Regions from separate parts of the Mus musculus genome. Here region 2 is linked to region 1. The links are chromatin contacts, called in public promoter capture Hi-C maps. All regions are on one chromosome and are shown on one strand. The core of a region is the stretch at or near the end of the contact, and the rest is flanking DNA. Distances in the headings are between cores, read along the strand shown.

Region 1 (5,406 bases), core at 948-3,447:
TCGGAAGATCCGGGGAAATTTGTTTTGAGTTCAACTTTTAAATAGAAAAGAAATTCCTAATTTGTAGTGGAAACCTTATTTTAGCTAGTTATTTTCTCCTCCCTCTGAACACAGCCTAATGAAGTCACCACGGGAATTCTTACACAAATTTCCCAGCAGGGTCGATGAAGAAAACCAAAACTTTTGATTTTGTTGTTTGGTTTTAGCAAACTCCAAGGCCATTACATTTCTCCTCCCCACCCCCCCATGAATGTTTTATTCTCTCCCTCTTTCTTTTTTTCTTTAAAAAGTATTTTTTAATATTTTCAAAAGCCTCACCAATCTTTTTCATAAAGACCTGGCCTGGAGGTGCCCTATGCGGTGCTCTGCGGAGCGGAGGCACCACGGCCTCACAAGGAGCGGGGGATGAGAACTCGGTTGCAGGCCGCGGAACGAGGCTGTCCCTGCTCCAGCCTGGGGCTCAACCCCCGCCCCGCCCAGTGGGCCCCTCTGCAAGCGGCTTCTGATCAGTTCCAGGAGGGATCGCAGAGCGACCAGACACGTTCTTTCCATTCTCCGGTAGTGTGGGTCCCTCTTCCCCCAGCAGCCTAGCGCTTCTAGTCGCAGACAGTCGGGGTGGGGAATTAAAAATAAAATCGAGCTTGAGTCCACCGACCTGGAAGAGAGGGCCAAGAGGTAAGCTGCGTCTCAGACACTTCGACCGCACCTCGGCCGGGGACTCACTCCCTGCGGTGAGGAGAGGAGGCCCGCGGAAAGCACGGAGTGGGCGGCCTCCGGCCAGCAGCACGGGAAAGCAGAGGCCGCGGCGGGGAAGAGCACCGGAGGAGCAGCGGAGGCGACAAAGCGGAGTCGCAGGAGCGGGGCGGACCGAGGAAGGGCAGACCGCTCGAGGGCTCTGCATCCAGAAGCTGTCCCGGAGTGCGCGCTGTCAGGCTGGCTGCTGCGGCTGCGACCCGAGCTCGGCTCCTCCACTCCCGGGATAGGGGTGGGGGACCGCTCCCGCGCGCGTTGGCACTCAGAGATCCAGACGCGAGTGCAGCGCGCCCGTCTTGCTGTCGTGGTCCCAGTATGAGCAATGCATCATGGCGAGCTCGGGTTGCCGGGCGCAGGCGAACTGCAGGCCGGGCGCGCTCGTGGGCGCGGGTGCCGGGGGCGCGGCGGTGGCCGGGCTGGCGGGACTGAGCTGACCCGGGGGAGGCGCGGCAGCCCCGTGGTGTGGCGGGGCTGGCGGGGGCGCAGCGGCCGCGTGCAGATGATGTGCGTGAGGGTGCGGGTGAGGGTGCGGCGGCGGTGGCGGCGGCGGTGGTGCGGCAGGAGGGCCCCCCAGGCCGTTGTAGGAGTTCACGACGCCCGGAGGCAGCGCCATGCTCTGCACGCGCGAGTACGGCCCGTAGGAGGCGGCGGGGCCCGCCAGCCCCTTGACCACCGCGGCTGCACCGGGGCTGCCCGGGCCGGCGGCTGCAGCGGCTGCAGCAGCGGCCGCCGCAGCCGCCGCCATCTGGCAGGAGGCGTAGGGCATGGGCGAGGGAGGCTGCGGCAGGGGCCAGGAGTTGTTGAGGAACCCCGATTGCAGGTACTTGGGTGGCGCCAGGTAGCCATAGCCATCGGCCCCAGCTCCGGGCACGCCGCAGCCACCCGCCGCTCCTCCGCTCCCGAAGAGCCCCTTGCCGGGCTGGAAGTGAGCGGGCGGCGGCCGGAAGGGCCGCTTCATGCGGCGGCGGCGCCGGTAGTTGCCCTTCTCGAACATGTCCTCGCAGGCCGGGTCGAGCGTCCAGTAGTTGCCCTTGCGCTCGCCGCCGCCCTCGCGCGGCACCTTGATGAAGCACTCGTTGAGGCTGAGGTTGTGGCGGATGCTATTCTGCCAGCCCTTCTTGTTCTTCTCGTAGAACGGGAACTTGGCTATGATGTACTGGTAGATGCCGGACAGAGTGAGCCTCTTCTCGGCGCTCTCGCGGATCGCCATGGCGATGAGCGCCACGTACGAGTACGGGGGCTTCTGCGCGGGGTCTGGTTTCTCCGGTGTTGTCCCGCCTCCCTTGCCGGGACTCGGCGGCGACGCCTCGGCCTCTTTGACTGCGCGTCCGCTCTCCGGAGCCAGCAGGGTCCCCGCCGTGTCTTCGGGCTCGGGGTAGCTGGCCATCATGACAAAAGCCGGCTCTCCGCGGCCGGGCAGCCCGGAGGCTGTGCTCTCCTGGTGCAGGCTCGCCTTGCAGGCGGGCGCAGGAGTGTGCGCTCGGCGCAGAGCCTCTAACTTCTGCAGGCTGCGGGGACCGGAGGCCTCGCGCGGCTCTCACTCTCTTCTCTTTTCCCCCCGGGGAGCGGTCTGCGGGAGTGGAAGTCAGCCTCTGGCCATCGGGAGTCTGCCCAACAGCGAGGGGCTCCGGCCCCGCCGCCCCTCCCCGCCCAGGCCAGTCCCCGCCTCGGTGGGTTTTCTTGGCTGAGCTCTCCCCTCCCCCCACCGCCCGGTTTCCCCGAGGCGCGACCCGCGTCTCTGGCGCAGCCGCCTCCTGGAGTCCCTAGTGCGCCAGGAGCCTCGCTCCGTTCTGATTCGTATGGGCTCCGCAGAGTTCCGCTTGCGTCAGGGGCCTTCGCCCCTATAGCGGGGCAGCCAGCAGCGCACGGGCGAGTTCATCTCTAAGTCTCCTTTTTTTTTTAAACGGCCGGCAGAACTTGGACCGGCCTTCCCGAGCCTCCGGAGCCTCCCGGGCCCAGCCAACAGCCTGCCTCACGCTCTTACGAGTCTTGAAAATCTGCGGGTGTTTGCTTCGCCGAAAAGCCCTGGTTGGGGCTCGCTGCGCCCTGCCAGTGCCCCGGGAATGCTGACCCCAGCGAGGAGAGGTGATCCAAGCCTCTGGGCAGCTTTCAGGTGAAAGAAAACAAAACCCTTTGCTCTGTGCTTCGGGCTGTGCTGGGGCTAGACTTCTAGCTTTGAGGCTTAGGGAGGGGCGAGATGGCAAGGGGGCCGGACCGGGGTGGAGTGGCCGAACTTTGCGGCAGCTGGAGGTAAACCAGCTCAGAGCTCGTGTCACGGAAGGCAGAAGCTTCGGCCTGCTCTGTCCCTCGAGCTCTCTGAGCCCAATTGAGGCTGGGGAGAGGATCGCTGGGAAGAGACACCCAGGAGTACCGCTCACTGGCATCGGACGTTTCGCTTCTCTGTGCTGAGGTGGATGTAGGGACCAGCTTTCTCCTTGGAACTCGCCTTGCAATCCCACAATTTGGGTGTGTGTTTTAAAGATCAAGTGGTATCCCTTGTACTCTGGCTTGGACACAGACGAGGATGTTGCTGAGGGGCTTTGGGGACTGTTGCGTGCACAAGTGTCACGCGTGGAAGGCACGGGGCAAAAATCTGTTCTTAAAGACACACGTGATACTGCGCAAGTGTGCTGTTCAGAAACCCAGGTATGCTTATATATGTACAATGTGTGAGACTTGTATTTGCTTATTTTTGCTTAGTGAGGTGTATGAATCAAGCACCAGAGTACATGGTTGTATCCATGAACATGGTTCGTGGATACAACCTCTTTTTTTTTTTTTTTTCCTGTCTTCCTTTGTCCTTCCTACCCTTACAGCCGTTACCTGCATCTTCTCCTTCCAGCATAGGTAAGGAAGGAAAACCACAGGCTGGGGAGGCGCTTTCTCGCGTCCCAGTCACGAATGGACAGTAGTCTTTCCCCTTGTTTTTAAGATAATAGCCGAAGTCTGGTGGGGATCCAGTTACATCTCCGAAAATAGAAAACGGACTTAGAGGAATTCCTTCCGTGCCAGCACAACATCAGGTGTGCCCTGTCACTCAGCCTTAACACAGGTTTGCAGTCTTGGAAGTGTGAGAGAGGCTGAGGAAGAGTGATCAGACACGTTGTGAAGGATAATGGTCTGAATGAATGATGTGTGCCAGTCACACATCTAGGTGGCTATCCCAGTGCCTGTTTCTACCTCTTTCTTTCAGGTTGCTTGGACTTTAAGAGTTCTCCAGAATGCCACGAGCCCACACTGGCCAGTGGCTCCAGCGGTCCGAAGACCATTTATCTACAGTGTGTGCTTGTGCTTCCCACTTTGAGATGAAGGGAAAGGAGGACTCTGTGTGTGTGTGTGTGTGTGTGTGTGTGTGTGTGTGTGTGTGTGTGTAGTCCAACATCTCAAAGATGACTACAGAGAGGTCAGCCAGGCAAACCCGGCCTAACCACCAGGATACAAGGGAGGTAGGCTTCTCTAAATTTCTCTGAGAAATACCCACATCTAGCCCTTATTGACAGTATCCCCAAGTAGCCTCCATGTTTTTCTAAGCTATCCCTCACCGCCCTGAGCACACTCAAGAGACAAACAGCACTTCTTCAATACTTGTCTGTTTTCTGAGCATGCCTGCAGGTGTTTGTCTTCTTCCTCACCATCAGGCATGCCCAGGTTATGGGTCTGGATCTGAGTCTGCTTGGTTCTGGGCAGGGGAAAAATATCTGGCTTTGGTCGGGACCAAAGAGGGTGGAGGTCGGTCTCCCTCTTCTTCATTTTTTTCTTTTTTTCTTCCTTTTTTTTTTCTTTCTTTGACCACCCAAGCTGACCCTGGGTCTCATCCCCCACCCCCTCCACGGCTCCATTTCCGGCCGCTCAGCTCCTCCTCAGCAGCCAGGTGTGACAGAATTGTTGCATGTGTCATCGCTTCCCTGAATTCCTCTGTCGGCTCCCTTTTCAGTCTTTAAGGAGCCCGAGGTGTGTGTGTGTGTGTGTGTGTGTGTGTGTGTGTGTGTTGGGATTGTAGATCAGAATCTCTTTTAGGCTTTTTTTTTTTTTTTTTCTGAGTGGAAATAGGAGTCACACATTCCTGGGAACTGACTTCTTGCTGTCCTTTGCAGGATCAGCACCCTAATCCCAGGTGGAGAAAGAGTGCCTCTTGTGCGCACAAGGCTGGGAAACACAACTGCAGGGCGCCCCGAGGGATCACCTTCCAGACCCTGGGTGAGCAGCCAGAGCTAAGAAGACTGGGACGAATGTGCTTGCCTGTTCGGTGGTACAGCAGTAGGTGGATAGAGCAGGCACTCTAGGAAGTGGCCGGGTGGACTTTGATTCACTTCTCACTCCTACCCAGTCCCCTTAGGCAGGCTGGGTAGGGACCCAGGTCTCGACTATAGTAGGATTCTGTTCCTCTAGGCCTGTGCGGCCCCGTTGTGCGGCCCCCACAACTTTCACCCGTTTCATTCTGGCAAGGTTAAGCACCATCCACTTAGTGGCAGAGGCCTCGGTCCTGAGCCAGGCGGAGGAACTCCGTGTTTCTCTGGCCGGGGTTTTCAGGATTCCTCAGCGCCTCCAGCTCCTTGTGCCTCTAGAGAAATGCCTGCCCATGCCTTGCCGGGGAGCCAGGGACAGAGCAGAAGCCTCTCAGCAAGCTGGTCTAACGCTCCGAAGTCTCGACCG
Region 2 (4,939 bases), core at 2,319-4,818, about 24 Mb before region 1:
TCAGGTATGATGTGACGTGGGCAGATGAGAAAGATTTCCAGAGGCCCACTCTAAGTCAGATATCAGGCGCCCCCTCCCTTTGTCCTTTAATTTCCTCCAATGTCCTGAAAAAGATGTGTTCATTAGCAACATCTCTCTGGGGGGGGGGGGGGAGAGAGAGAGAGAGAGAGAGAGAGAGATTGATTGAGATTTGCTGGCATGCTTTAGCAGGGCAGGTGTTAATTCAGCCAGGTCGCTGGCTTCATTGAGATGTTCTGGAATGTTCCTCACACAATGCAGTTTATATATCTACTGTAGGAACTCAAGGCAGTAATATTCTGGAACCTTCTCACAGTAAAATCAACAGCAAGCAAGTAGACAGTGCCAGCTTCCTCAGATAATTACTGATGTCTTAGGAAAAGACTCTCTGAAGCATGGCTGCCCAGGCACTAGCATCCAAGCTGAGCGCTAGAGCCAGGATCTGCCCTTGTGAATCCTGAAACTGAGCGCTAGAGCCAGGATCTGCCCTTGTGAATCCTGAAGCTACTGAAATCGATTTGAGTTTTAGAATGACCTGCAATCACAGACAATTTACCTGATTGCTTGTTCCAGGGACTCAAAGCCTTCAAGGTGCTGGGATTTGTAGTTGTGTTTTGTAGATTTAAAAGAGGGGAAGATAATGTAAGGGGGAAGGTGTGTGTGTTGGGGGGACAGAAGGAGCTTTGAACTTAAATTATCGCTTTAAAAAGAAACATGCAATTTTCACTCGGAATAATGGCTGAGGTAAGTGCTAACAGGTCCAGCCAGATCTGGAAATGTGCTATCTCATTCTAGCTGTCAGGTGAGAAATGTCTTTTTCTTCCTTTTAAATAACGTATCTACTTTAAGAATGGATGGTAGGTAGCCAAATGGGCATCTTTCTAGAGAAAAAATTTTTTTAAAGAAAGTAAAAATGATTTAAATTTCTCTTCTTCTTGGTCAGCCCTGCTGTCTGTGCGGATGATACACAGACGGTGGCAGTGAGAATTAGGAATTATGAATTCAGAACGCCTCTTTCTTCAAAGGGCTTATAATACTCTTTCCTATAGATTTGAAATCTTGTCTTTGCAGAGGTGGCTTCCTCTAATCATATGTGGCATGTCCTGACTCAGTTCTTCTTGGTGGAGCTTGCAGTAAAGGGCTAGTGCATCCATTTATTTCTTCTTCCTGTTCTCATGAAGATACCGGATGCTTAACTATCACACATGCTGGCTTATTCTGTATATTACCTGAAAACCTCATTAAAAAACAAACAAACAAAAAGACACTAAAAACCCAAACCCTTATTTTTATTAAGAAATCTTATCAGGAGATCCAACGCCTTTGATGTTTGTTCTCGACGTGTCTTTCAGCCTCCCCGACCTTAAAGTTTAGAAGCAGTTCTCACTCTGTCTTCTCCAACAAAATCAGCCTCTCAGAGTTATTACAAATACTGGTTTGCGAAGCTGACAGGTGAAGTGGAGTAATATTAGGTTTTGAAGGCTGCACAGGAGTCGAAGCCCCTCTCCAACATTAGTGCACATGAGCACAGGCATCACAGAGCCCGATGCTGCCTCGCCCTGCACTGCTGCAATTGCAGGGTTCCTTCCCTGGTGTCATGCAGACACTCAGAAGAAGGGTGGGGCTCCCTGGTCTTGCAGTGTAATGGCAAAGAGATTCTCTGCTGTTCAGAAAACTGAATTGTTCACATTCTGGTTTTCCAATATTCTCCACAAATACCTTGAACATAATGGGGTGGTTAAGACTGTCACTGTTTCTAATGTTACAAGGGAGATGAAAACCTTTGTGTCAGGCCAAATGAGATGTGTGCACCAGTGCAGATGGTGGTTATCAAAATGAAGGGGGTGAATCTAAAAGCCCAAGGAAAATCTCCTAGGGAGGAGACTGATAAGAATGAATATATATATATATATATTATATATATTTATAATATATATATATATATATATATATATATATATATATATATATAATGTGGTTAAGGTCTAGAAGTGAAATCTAACTGTGCTAAGCTCTGCTGGCAGCCTTATGAGTCAGCACACCTCTCAACCCTTCAGCAAGTGCAGCTAGAGTAAATGGGTAAGAGCTGTCTTTGGACACACCCATTCTCTCTCTCTCTCTCTCTCTCTCTCTCTCTCTCTCTCTCTCACACACACACACACACACACACACACACACACACACACCTTTATGCTGCTGGGTGTCTGAATTCAGAGCTTGTATCCCAAACTGCACCCTTCCACCTCCACTGAGAAGACTCAGCTCCAGTGCAGAAGGGCTAGCCTTCAGCTCTCTCCCCAGCGTAATTGGATCAGGGCTTATTTCTTCCTCTAGGGGCAACTCCTACTTCATTTTCTCTCCAGTCTGCATGTTATCAGCTTGACATCCCCTTCAGTGGCACATGACAAATTAAATTGGCCATCACTGTACTCATCAAAGGAGGTTGTCTTCTGTTCCCCAGAAGTCCTGTGTTCTCTCTCTCTCTCTCTCTCTCTCTCTCTCTCTCTCACACACACACACACCTTGGTTTTTATTTATTTCTATTTTTTTCCCTAGGGTTTTGTTTGAAAGGTTATAAGGAACATATGGACCATAAAGCCAAAAGTATAGTCGCAAAATATGACTCAAATACCTACATCTCTACTGCCTTGCATTTAAAACAAAAACTTTACAAAAACGCGAATTAAGTTATTTTCTCCATCTTCCCTCGTAATTCAACACTTTAACGCATATTTTCTGCCAAAAAGTCATAAAGTAAAAATGGTGTATCCTAGGCGCTTCCAAGTCTCACACATCCTTGGCAGAATAACCTGCAGCACAGGGGTAGATCAGAAACGGAGGGGGTTAGCTGGTTAGCAACATCTACAGCCACTGTTTCTTCTCTCCTTGGCATTTCAAGTGGCTTTTGGGGACAGAGTGACGGGACCAACGCAGAGGCTTCGCCCTAGCCCTACCCAGGGCTGATTCTCAAAAGGGCCCCCGCCCCCCACATTCAAACACGCCGGGTGTACCCAGCCTGCGCCAGCTAGCTAGAGCTCCCGGCTCCTATCTGAGTGTCTTTTCAACCTTTGTCAAGTATCTCAAGACAAGAATTCCTCAAATCAAAGCGCTTTCCCAAACCAGGGACTGGGGAAACTCGAAAAAGAGGCCCAGAAGGCGAGTGACTTCGGACTTGTTCTGCAAGCTTGACTTAGTCATTACACCAAACCTCCTGTGCCCTAGAGGATCCCGGGGTTCCCACACAGTAGGAGGGCATCCCATGCCTGCGCTCCCGCTGGGCACTCACCTACTGCTAGAAAAGAAGTCACAATCTGTGGTCCAGACTTCCGCCGCAGAGAAGCCCAGCACGCCCACCCAGAGGGCTAGCGCGCCTCCGCGGGTGGTCGGATCACAGGGTGCCGAGGGTACCCACTGAGGTGGCCGGACATCTGGGTGTCTGAGCGCGCCCTCCGAGGTAGTCTGATCGCTCGCGCCCGGTAGGGCGGTGGGAACCCGGGCAGCTGCTGCGAGGAGCGCTCCCGGGCGGGTCCGCGCCGAGCTCGAGCGAGCGGGCGAGCGGGGCGGGAGGGGCCATTTGTAACCGAGCAGACGCTACCACCGCCCCTTACTCGCGGGGGGCGGGGGCGGGCGGTCAGGTGATGGCGGCCCACCCCGCGCCGCGGAGCCCGGTGGTTCCTGCCCGGGAGGAGCCCCCTGGCGCGCTCTGATTGGAACTCCCGCTGCAGTAGGAGGGGGAGGGGGACACGTGACCGCCCGACTGGGCAGCCGGCGCGCCCCACCCGCTATGGGCACCCCATCTTTCCTCCCGGAAAAGCCGGGGAACACAGGGAAGGCGGGGGAGCACGCAAGGTGCAACCAGCTCCTTTAGCTGCAGTGCCGGGTGATCACCGCAGCTGAACCTGGGAAGGCATTCACACTACCAACCGGCCTTCACAGTCCTCCGCCCTGCCCTTGGCAGTAGAACCCTCCCTCCTCTGCTGCAGCCCCCCCCCCCCCCACACACACACACTGACACTCTGAATAGACCCCACCGGCACTTCATAGTCAAGCGTGACCCCTCCCCTCTCTGTCTCTTTCTGCGCACCGGCGAGAGTGAGTACCCGAGAACAGCTTAAGGCGATGCGATGCATTGCAGACACCGCCCAGTTCCAAGGCTAGAAAACCCCGCAACCCACGACTAGACCACGCCCGGGAATGCCTGATAACTCCAAGGTCTACAAGGTTCTGAACTCGAACAGGCTCCCTCAGGAGAAGGGAACCGCAGTAGAAGGCCCACCCTCCCCAGAGAGGGCAGTGGTCTTCTGAGTGCAAGTCCAGTCCTCAGCCCAGGGGAGCAAAGATCCAATAAAGGTCAAATTAAAACATAAGGTAGTGACGCCGCCAGGGACGTGCCTCATGGTTGTGGGAAGCCGGCAATTAACCACCCACGACCGGGCGTTGCTTTTCTCTCGAATGTGAACGCCCTCGGAGTTGCGCTGTTCCATGCTCGCTCCAGTTCTCTGCAGAGAACGGATTCTGCAGCCTTGCACTCTGCTTCCCCATGACCCCCTCCCTTGGTTGCACCATCCTAGATGGCAGGAATTCAGAGAAAATGCGGTGTCACGTCCGCTGCGACGCCCGTGGACGCGTCTGCGACAACCCCAGCAGCACATGGGGACCGTGAATCTGCTCGCCACTTGGGCCATACTGTGGGCATTCTTATGAGATTATTAGAAGCAAACTGTCTCTCTCTACACTGGCTTCTTTCTAACTTCTGTCCAAGAGAGTTTTGTACTGTATTTGGACGTGGATGCGGTTTTTGGCCAAGGCAGAAACCGCATAGTCCAAAGCACAGATGGGGGAAGAAGGTGGGACTTAATGGTCCCATTGCACTCCAACTTCCCTCTCAACCTCTACCCGCGAAGCAACGCCTCCCTTAACC

What was found. Promoter capture Hi-C pulls out the DNA fragments that hold promoters and counts their contacts.
Region 2: a contact with region 1 is called in a promoter capture Hi-C map of cranial neural crest. The contact joins the promoter of 9530059O14Rik here to the promoter of Foxl2 in region 1.

What each region holds. Positions count from the first base shown.
Region 1 is chr9:98,952,398-98,957,803 of GRCm38.p6, reverse strand. Foxl2 (forkhead box L2) reads right to left here and starts at 2,197. Exons shown (of 1, transcript NM_012020.2): 1 at 1-2,197. The coding sequence starts at 2,143. The coding sequence ends at 1,016. It overlaps Foxl2os (forkhead box L2, opposite strand), which reads left to right and starts at 2,494. Exons shown (of 8, transcript NR_003248.3): 1 at 2,494-3,399; 2 at 3,570-3,600; 3 at 3,686-3,776; 4 at 3,947-4,199; 5 at 4,848-5,406.
Region 2 is chr9:122,571,130-122,576,068 of GRCm38.p6, reverse strand. 9530059O14Rik (RIKEN cDNA 9530059O14 gene) reads right to left here and starts at 3,568. Exons shown (of 2, transcript NR_015610.2): 1 at 3,305-3,568.